Regions from separate parts of the Ovis aries genome. Here all the other regions are linked to region 2. The links are chromatin contacts, called in public Hi-C maps. All regions are on one chromosome and are shown on one strand. Each heading gives the region's core, a stretch centred on a gene start, on an enhancer-like site or on the middle of the called end of the contact. The rest is flanking DNA. Distances are from core to core; before and after follow the strand shown. Region 1 overlaps SPATA13 (spermatogenesis associated 13). Region 2 overlaps SPATA13 (spermatogenesis associated 13). Region 3 has its middle 31 kb from the start of SPATA13.

Region 1 (2,700 bases), core at 4-2,503, 150 kb before region 2:
GGGTTCTCTTGTCCACTCTGTTGCCAGCAGTGGAAGGTACCGTGTAGATCATCCCCTTCAAACCTAACGAAATAGGTAGCTTAATTACCTCAACTTCACAGAGAAAATTGAGATTCAGAAACATTTAATAATTTGCTTAAATTCGGAAGTTAACAACCCAGATACGATCTTAGCTCTTCTGATCTCCAAAGCTTGCGTGTTCACCCACCTTGTTGCATTCGCTTCCATCGCTCAGTACCTTTTACTGTACTAAGTAGCTAAAGAGTTAAAGCCTGTTATGTGTTTAGTTGTGGTTTACTTATTTATTTATGCCACAATCAGACCTGCTGCTGGCAGGAAGCCCTCCGGTGGACAGTCGTGGTGCTGGAGCCGGGCCAGGCGCATGGTTTAGACAGGAGCTGCCCTCCACCGCAGGGGTCACTGGAGAGATTTAGCACAGACCGGGAGCTTGTTGGTAGCTTTTCTGGTTCAGAAACTCGATCGTATCAGTTTACCTGACGCTAATCTGATTCTAGAGAACTGATTCGTAGGGATACATCTCAGAGGCTGGAATTCCAGTACAAATGTATTGACTTACAGTGAAGGGTGGTCCTTTTCAGTGACCAGAATCCCTGCATCCACTCTCCAGTGATTTTTCAGGTGGCAAGATGGGGGTGGGGTAGAAGGACACATCTGTTACCAGCTTGGTGAACTTGGAATCAGAAAAAGGAAAATTAAGTGACCTAAGGTAATTACATGGTCCTCAGGCTGTGGAAAGTAAAGCAAAGTGAAAGTGACACTTTACGACCCCGTGGACTGCAGCACCCCCAGGCTCCTCTGTCCAAGCTGGGGAATATGCAACTAAATTAATGCTGTAATAATCAGAAAGGACAAGTGATAAGCACACGTCAGGTGTCAACGTGATCAGCACACCAGGTGCCGTGGATGCAAAGATGACTACGATGGTGACCTGCCCTGGGGACCTGATCATCTCAGTCAACTCTAGAAAATTCTCCTTTTATGTCTGTGTGGCGCATTCGTCACTTGTACTATGTGCAGCATTCCAGGCCTGGGAAACTGACTCCTGGTTCTCCAGAACCTTCTCTGCACTGTGCGGACAAGCTTCCGTCTGGGCAGTTGCTTCTCCGGGTCCCCCTGCTCCGTGTTTAGGTCGCTTTTCACCCACAGTTACTCTGTGTGCTGTGTACAGAGGGCGTGGCTTCTCACGGTGACTCACGTGGCACTGGCAGGAGGGGGGTGTGGCTGGAGTCAGCCCCCTTTGCCTCTGCCAGCGGTTTCCCAGGGAGCAATGACAAACACCTTGGGTTTCATTTTGTGTTTGTTCATGGGGTGGCTGGCCGAGGAAAGCCTGCTGGCTTATTTCTGTAACGATGGAAACGCGGAAGCTTGGGATTGCAAATAAGACTCTAGATCCTGGGGAGCATGGGAGCATCTGGTTCAGGAGCAGAATAACTCCAAAGTAACCTGACACTTGAGAGCTAAGTTTGACCCAAATAGGAGGAAACCTGAAGGTGCTGGGTCCATCCAGCAGCCCTGCCCTGGAGGGTCGCTGAGGTTCTGGCTGATGGGCATCCTCGCAGTTCAGCTCAGTGCAGCTCAGTTGAGTCAGTAGATCTGAGGCTTCGTCTTTGTTTTCTGGGTCACCTAAACTGGGAACACTGAGGTATTTGATGTAGTTCTGGCCGGGGTTAGGTATTTGACTCATTTATTGGTTTGGCTCAATTTGGGTTGTTGCAAAGTTTCACTTAATAAAATATTTAATGGAGAGAAAGAAGAAAGTCACATTTTCAGCTAGCTAAGTAAGGCGTCAAATTACTGTTTAAAAGCCTTTAACTCTGTGGGCCCACAGAAGGTTCCCCCGGGTTTAGGTATGGGATGGAGGTCCCCCGGGGATATACCCAGGAGGTTGGACTGGACCCTCTGGGAGCAGGACCACTCACCCAGCCTCTGCATGGTGTGTGAAGCCACCACATCAAACAGAAACTGCTCGGAAAATAGAATTTCCGAAATCTAACGGAGACGAAAGTCAAAGCAGTGGAGTTGAGAGGCTGGAAAGCTGCTGCTCACTCTTGTGTTTTGATGGGGCCGAAAGGGCACTGGGAGTCGAGGGAGAGATCCTCAGGTCCTGGTGGGAGACTGCCTTCCACTCCAGAGAATGCTGATGGAATCTGTGTGCACAAGTCTTCCTGGAGCCTTCCCCGGTCCCACATGTCCTGCTAACCTCCTGGTTCCTGCTCAGGCTGGTAAATTGACTTTGTACTTGACCTGATGTGAAGGAGGGCTTAGGAAAAAGTGGACGCAAAGTAGCCAATTTGGCCTCAGTTTCAGGGGCTGGCAAGGCTCTGGGTCCCTGGCCCTGGCTGCCAAGGGGCTATGGGTGCCTGGAGTCCCTGATCTCGTGCCTGGTGAGGGGCTGCTCTGTCTAGGATATTGCTGGTGTGGCTCTGGTGAAAATCACCTTTGCCCCGGCTGTCTTGCCATCCACCTTTTGGCAGGTGAGTCCTATGGCTCCACCTGTGTGGAGCCTTGGGAGGTGAGCGCCAGGAGAAACATGTTAAAGTAAGCCATAAAAAGAACAAAATTGTGCCATTTTCAGAGACATGATAGACTTAGATTTATTTCATACAGAGTGAAATAAGTCAGAAAGAGAAAAGCAAATACTGTACATTAGTGCATAGAAGTGGAATCGAAAAAGGTGCA
Region 2 (2,700 bases), core at 21-2,520:
TATTCATCTGAAATACTGGTACTGCAATTTTTGAATTAAGCACACTGGAGATCTTTTGCAGCATCCACGTTAGATTCTCTGGAGACACCAGGTGCCGCTCCTGGTCGCGCCTTCCCTCCCGTGGTCCCTGTACCCACAGCCCCAGACTCTTAACCAGGGTGTTCTTGGTGAACAGCAATCTCATCAGGTTCAGGGTTTACTTGGCCAGTCAAGTGCATTGGATGGACTCTTGTTCCTTTAAAGGAGGGATCACAGATCTAGTCATCATCAGTGAGAGTTGCCGAAAAGAAAGAATCCTGGGAAAGTCGTGTCCTTCTTTTTCGGACACCACCTCCCCGACCCCACCCCCCAGTTCTTTTTATAAAGTCATGTCTGGATGTAGGGTGAGAACTGCTTCCTTGACACCAAGAACTGCTCACTTATTTGCTCCTTTATTCCCATTCATCCCTCAACTGTTCATCAAAGTTTCTAACTACTGATTTCCCAGGCTGCAGACTTTGGGGATGTGATGATAGCATCAGATCATTTGGAAAGAATGTAAGTAGCTGCTTTCATGAGACACCCAGATAAACAAATCAAGCCTATAAAAATACAGCAGTGGTTTTAACAGAGCCGCAGAAAACAGAAAGTAGAGCCCAGGGGAATTTATGAGGTTTTCTTGCAGGAAGTGATACTTCAATTGAATGTTGAAGGATGAAATTTTCAAGTGGACGGGGGCAAAAAGGTATAGTGGAGGGAGCAGCCGTTCTCTCATTTCCAATTGCATCAGATAACGAGTGGCAAACAGTGAGTTGTTTGGTGCGGCTGGTGAAGCTGGAGCTGGAAAGGCACATCGGATGAGGTTTTGAACCGCCAGCCATGATCTGATGTGTGTCTTATTGAGAGTCTTAGGAGTCTTAGCCGCGCTCCTCTTAGGATGGAGAGTGGATTAGAGACACGGAAGAGAGTTACTGCCTCTACAAGAGCCGTGAACAGATTCCCTCTGAGACTGAATGTTGGCAGAACGTAGTCGTCACGTGGGTGGAGGTGGCTGGAGGTGGCTGGAGACGGAGGCGGAGGAGTTAGGGGTGCCTGAGATCTCCTCGGCTGAAACACAGAGGCAGGCATGTTTATGAAGGTGCTGTTCTGCGTTCTAATCCGGAAAACCTTGGTTTCCTGGATTCTACAGGCATTCGGGGCTGTTGAGTGGCGTGACTGTACTGCTAACTGTGGCTTGAAGTGCACTGATGCTGGGAACACAGACACCATCCTTCAGCACCCTCCCCAGAGAGTAAGCCAAGCCCTGCCTCCCTGCCTGCTTCCCTGCATCTTGATTCCTCTCCTTCTCTGTAGAGGAGCTCAGATGTCATCAACAAGGTCTCCTGTCCAAGAAGGTTTAGACAATAGGCTTCTGTCATATTCAGCTCTAAAGCACAGTTCTTGATTTTGGAACATTTCTGTTGTTGTTCAGTCACGTCCAACTCTTTATTGTTCATGTTGTTGTTGTTTTTGTTGTTTAGTCGCTCAGTTGTGTCCAACTCTTTGTGACCCCATGGACTGCAGCACACCAGGCTTCCCTGGAGTTTGCTCAGACTCACGTCCATTGAGTCAATGATGCCATCCAACTACTCGTCCTCTTCTCCTCCAGCCCCAATCTTCCCCAGCATCAGGGCCTTTTCCAGTGAGTCAGCTCTTGCACTGTGCTGCTGTTGATTCTGAGATGGTAGAACAGTCTTGGGCGGGGTTGGGGGGGGCGGTGTTAAGTCCCCCAGATGGAATTCCTCTGAATGATTATTATGAAGGCAGGGGAGGGAAGACCTCAAGAGTCCAGATTTTTCATAGTTATCAGTAAGGGTCTTTTTATGCTCAGAGAACTGTGTGATCAGTAGTAAATTGTGTCCACGTGAACGTTAATATTTGCATTTTTAATGAATTACCTATTCTGCCCATCAAACAAGTTACAAAGGCCATAGGCTCACAGACTCTTTTCAGCACATTTAATCATCAGTTTTACACCTGTCAGGACAACTGAAGTCTGTAACACCAGCGCTGCACTCTCCAGGGAGACAGCAAGCATTAATTGCTCATGAGTTTCTCTTTTGAGGGCTTCCCAAGTGGCTCAGTGGTATAGAACCCAACTGCCAGTGCAGGAGATGCAGGATTGATTCCTGGGTGGGGAAGATTCCCAGGAGAAGGAATTGCAACCCACTCCAGTGTTCTTGCCTGGAGAATCCCATGGACAGAGGAGCTTGGCAGGTGCAGTCCGTGGGGTCACAGAGTCGGACACGACTGAGCACGCACACTCAGAGTCAGCAGTATTTCTCTTTTGATTCCATATCCAGCTTTCTTCCCACAGCCTATGGAAAGCACTTAAACTGTGCCGGGAAGCAAGGGTTAATGAGGCCACACACACGTCTGTGTACAGACGTTGATGACGGGTGTGAATTGGCAGGTCTAGGTCAGGCTTTCTGAGCCCTGGGTGGTTCTGCGCTGAGCTGCTGGACTGTGAGAAGGTAGACCAGGTGGGGCTCTGGCCTGGCCACCTACACTCAGAGAGAGTGTTTCTAAAGCAAGGGAACACTCTTGGAGAACATGGATGTGGTTACCTGCTGATTTTCAGAGCGTCTGGGGGCCACTACCTGTGGCAGAGTTGGGGTAGGTCTTGGCTTGCTGGTGTCTGTAGTACTAGGAAGAGTCGCAATCAAAGCTGTGTCCTCTGGA
Region 3 (2,700 bases), core at 38-2,537, 210 kb before region 2:
TTACGAAAGCCTCCTCCCTGAGTCAGGGATTCTCGCGTTGATTCCTCTGCCCTTGCTTCCATGCCTCAGGGCCCTGATTCTGCCCACTTTGCTCTTCGTGGCTGCTCAGATCTGGCTGTTCCAGGCCCTGTGCTGGACTGCAGGGGGACATGGATGACTGGGAGACACGGTTCTCATGAGCTCGTAGTTCAGAGAGCACGGGGTGGGGGAAATGCTGTGTTGAGGGGGAGGCAGTGAATATGAGCCCACGAAGTGGCCTCATGTAGGACATAAGGGAGTGGTAGGGACTGTGGCAATCTGGAGGCAGAGATGTGAGCAGGGGGATTTTTGTGTGCAAACTTCTGGTTTTTAAAACACCTCTGGTGAAGGAGGCCAAACTTAGCCGCTGGCCCGCCAGCTCACACAACACAGGGCTGGAGGAGGAAATTGTCTAGGACACTCTAGTCCCTTCCTCTTTCTGAAACTTAGGAGGAGACAAACTTTCTGTTTGCCTGTTAAACAGACAAACACTCCAAGGAGAACAAAAAGCAAATGCAAAGAGCTTAAGCTCCTACTTGGCCTCAGAACACAGTGGTGACACCTATAGCGTCAGGATGGCAGCACCCAGCTTTGAATCCTGGTCTAACTTCGGGCTGTGTGGGCACAGTTTTCTCATCTGCAGGGTAATAGTAGTCACCACCTCATGGCTGTCATGAGGATCAAATGAGCTGATACACGTGCAGGGCCTGGAAGCATGTCTGGCACCATGTAAGTGTTAGCTGTTGTCGGAATTACAGAGACAGATGGTTTCTGACTGTGAGGATCCCAGAGAAAGTGTGAAGAGGTGACTCAGCTCAAGGTGCCCCCACGCTCCAGACATCCTCTCCATCAGCACCTTCTCGGCTCATCTGAGCGGTCCCTCCCCTCCAGTCCTCGTCTCCATCCTTCTGTGCCTTCTTCCCAGACCTGGGCCAGCGCTGCTGAGCTGTTATGTGCATGCGAGCTGCTTGGAGGTCTTGATGAAATGCATCTTTTAATCTTATGGATCTGAGCAGGACCATGCTTGTAAAAAGAGCTCAGATTTTGCCAGCTTTGAGAAGCTAGGAGCTAAGGACGTGCCGCCTCCATACCCTCTTCCCAGAAAAGTCTTGCCTTTAGGATCCAAGCCTTGCGCAGCCCGTGTGCAGCATCCTCCTCTCCATCCGCACAGCTGTCCTGCCCAGCAGCGGGGAGGTGGACTCTGCACGCATGGAGCATCCCTGTCCAGTCATCACTCCATCTGCCCCCCAGCTCTTCTGACTCAGGCCACACCTCCTATTGTGGGAGTGTCTCATGTGAATAGTGTTTCAGAGCCGTCCTCAGATCTCAGCACACTGAGGAGAGTCATTTTCCCCTAGAATAGATACAGCACAAGAGAGCCTTATGCTGTAGGCTTGTTTCCCCGGGACTCCCACCAGCCTGGGTCTGTTATGCCTCCACTTACAGTCTGTCTGCAGCAAATGTATGAGGAGGGTATGAAAGCATCTCCACTCTGAGTGAGCCATTTGGACACAGGCCATACCTCACTTGCTCCAAGAGGCCCAAGCTACAGCTATCCCATGGATTTATGAGAATAAATAAATAGTATTTATCCTACAGTTCTCTTTGTTAAAACTCCCCAAATCCAGGAATATGGGACCATCAGGTCTCTCTCTGTGTTGGTACCAACTAACAAGCTTGTAAGTATCCCAGCCACAAAGTAACAGAAAAGAGTGTTATTAAGAGAAAGAAAACTCTGTGAATATGTTTATTTTAATGGGAAAAGGACAGTTACTCAAAGCACAGTAATGTGACCTGGTCTTCCAAAGTCCCAGCATGAGTAGCCCCAAGGCTGATGGCACTTGGTCAAGGTCAAGAGCACTTTTAGGGGAGTTTTAAGGGGGTCTTCATCGCCACAAGCATCAGGGATTAGCTACCACATCGGTGACCCTCCTGATCAGTACCTTGTTTAATCATGGACCTGTTGGTTCTGCAGACATTTATTTTGTCCTGTTGGCTTACTGATGTGTGGGAGCAGGCAGGGGAGTAGATTCGATTTGGAATAAGAGGAAAGGATGAGAATTCAGTAAAACACAGATGGTGTGGGTATCGAGTGTTGGGAAGTTTGGGAAGATTGAAATGAGATCAGCTATCAGCCATGTTCCCAGCCAGCTCCTGGGAAAGTGCCTGGGGGAGAGCAGCATGCAGGTGTGGCCCCTGGTCCCCATCCAGAGGTCAGGGATGGATGGTGTCAGCCAGGTCAGAGCCAGTTACAGGGCAGTGAGCACGGGGGCGGCCAACCAGGAGTGAAAGCAGCACTGAGCAAAGCTGGGACAAGACCGAAGGCCGGGTCTGCGCCCTGAGAACTCTGAGGGGCTGTGATACCCCAAGTCCATGGCAAAGCTGGCCACCCCCAGTCTGTGTCTGTGGTTGGTGGTTTTCACAGTGACATGGACACCGCAGGGGCTCGAGGAGAATCTGCGGAGATGTGACTGGCATATACCAAGAAAACCCCCAATTCAGGGAAGCACTTGGCTCTAGGTAGAAACGGAGAAAGACACATGAGGAGGATGGTGAGAATAGAACACAGGGTGTGACATAAAAGCCCACAAGACTCTGCGCGTACGTGCTCTACACACCCAGGGAGGAATCTGGACCATTCTGCTGGAGGGTATTGGAGGCATCCTGGAGATAATGAAGTTT

The links. Hi-C and Micro-C count contacts between places; a contact is called where the count stands out from the background.
Region 1: a contact with region 2 is called in a Hi-C map of mesenteric adipose tissue, with 3 times the contacts expected there. The contact joins two enhancer-like sites. A contact is called at or near these places in 10 of 16 Hi-C or Micro-C datasets (blood, hypothalamus, liver and 5 more).
Region 3: a Hi-C map of hypothalamus shows a contact between it and region 2, with 2.6 times the contacts expected there. The contact joins two enhancer-like sites. A contact is called at or near these places in 3 of 16 Hi-C or Micro-C datasets (hypothalamus and tail adipose tissue).

What each region holds. Positions count from the first base shown.
Region 1 is chr10:34,325,063-34,327,762 of ARS-UI_Ramb_v3.0, forward strand. All of the region lies in intron 1 of SPATA13 (spermatogenesis associated 13), which reads left to right. Among named protein-coding and RNA genes, the nearest start is that of SPATA13, 28 kb to the left of the region's middle. Within about 2 kb of position 1,254, at least 14 of the 54 cell types and tissues checked have an H3K27ac peak or open chromatin away from gene starts, as enhancers often do.
Region 2 is chr10:34,476,286-34,478,985 of ARS-UI_Ramb_v3.0, forward strand. All of the region lies in intron 2 of SPATA13 (spermatogenesis associated 13), which reads left to right. Among named protein-coding and RNA genes, the nearest start is that of C1QTNF9, 54 kb to the right of the region's middle. Within about 2 kb of position 1,271, at least 10 of the 54 cell types and tissues checked have an H3K27ac peak or open chromatin away from gene starts, as enhancers often do. A contact at or near this core is called in hypothalamus, where this site is marked.
Region 3 is chr10:34,265,859-34,268,558 of ARS-UI_Ramb_v3.0, forward strand. No RefSeq gene overlaps it. Among named protein-coding and RNA genes, the nearest start is that of SPATA13, 31 kb to the right of the region's middle. Within about 2 kb of position 1,288, at least 9 of the 54 cell types and tissues checked have an H3K27ac peak or open chromatin away from gene starts, as enhancers often do. A contact at or near this core is called in hypothalamus, where this site is marked.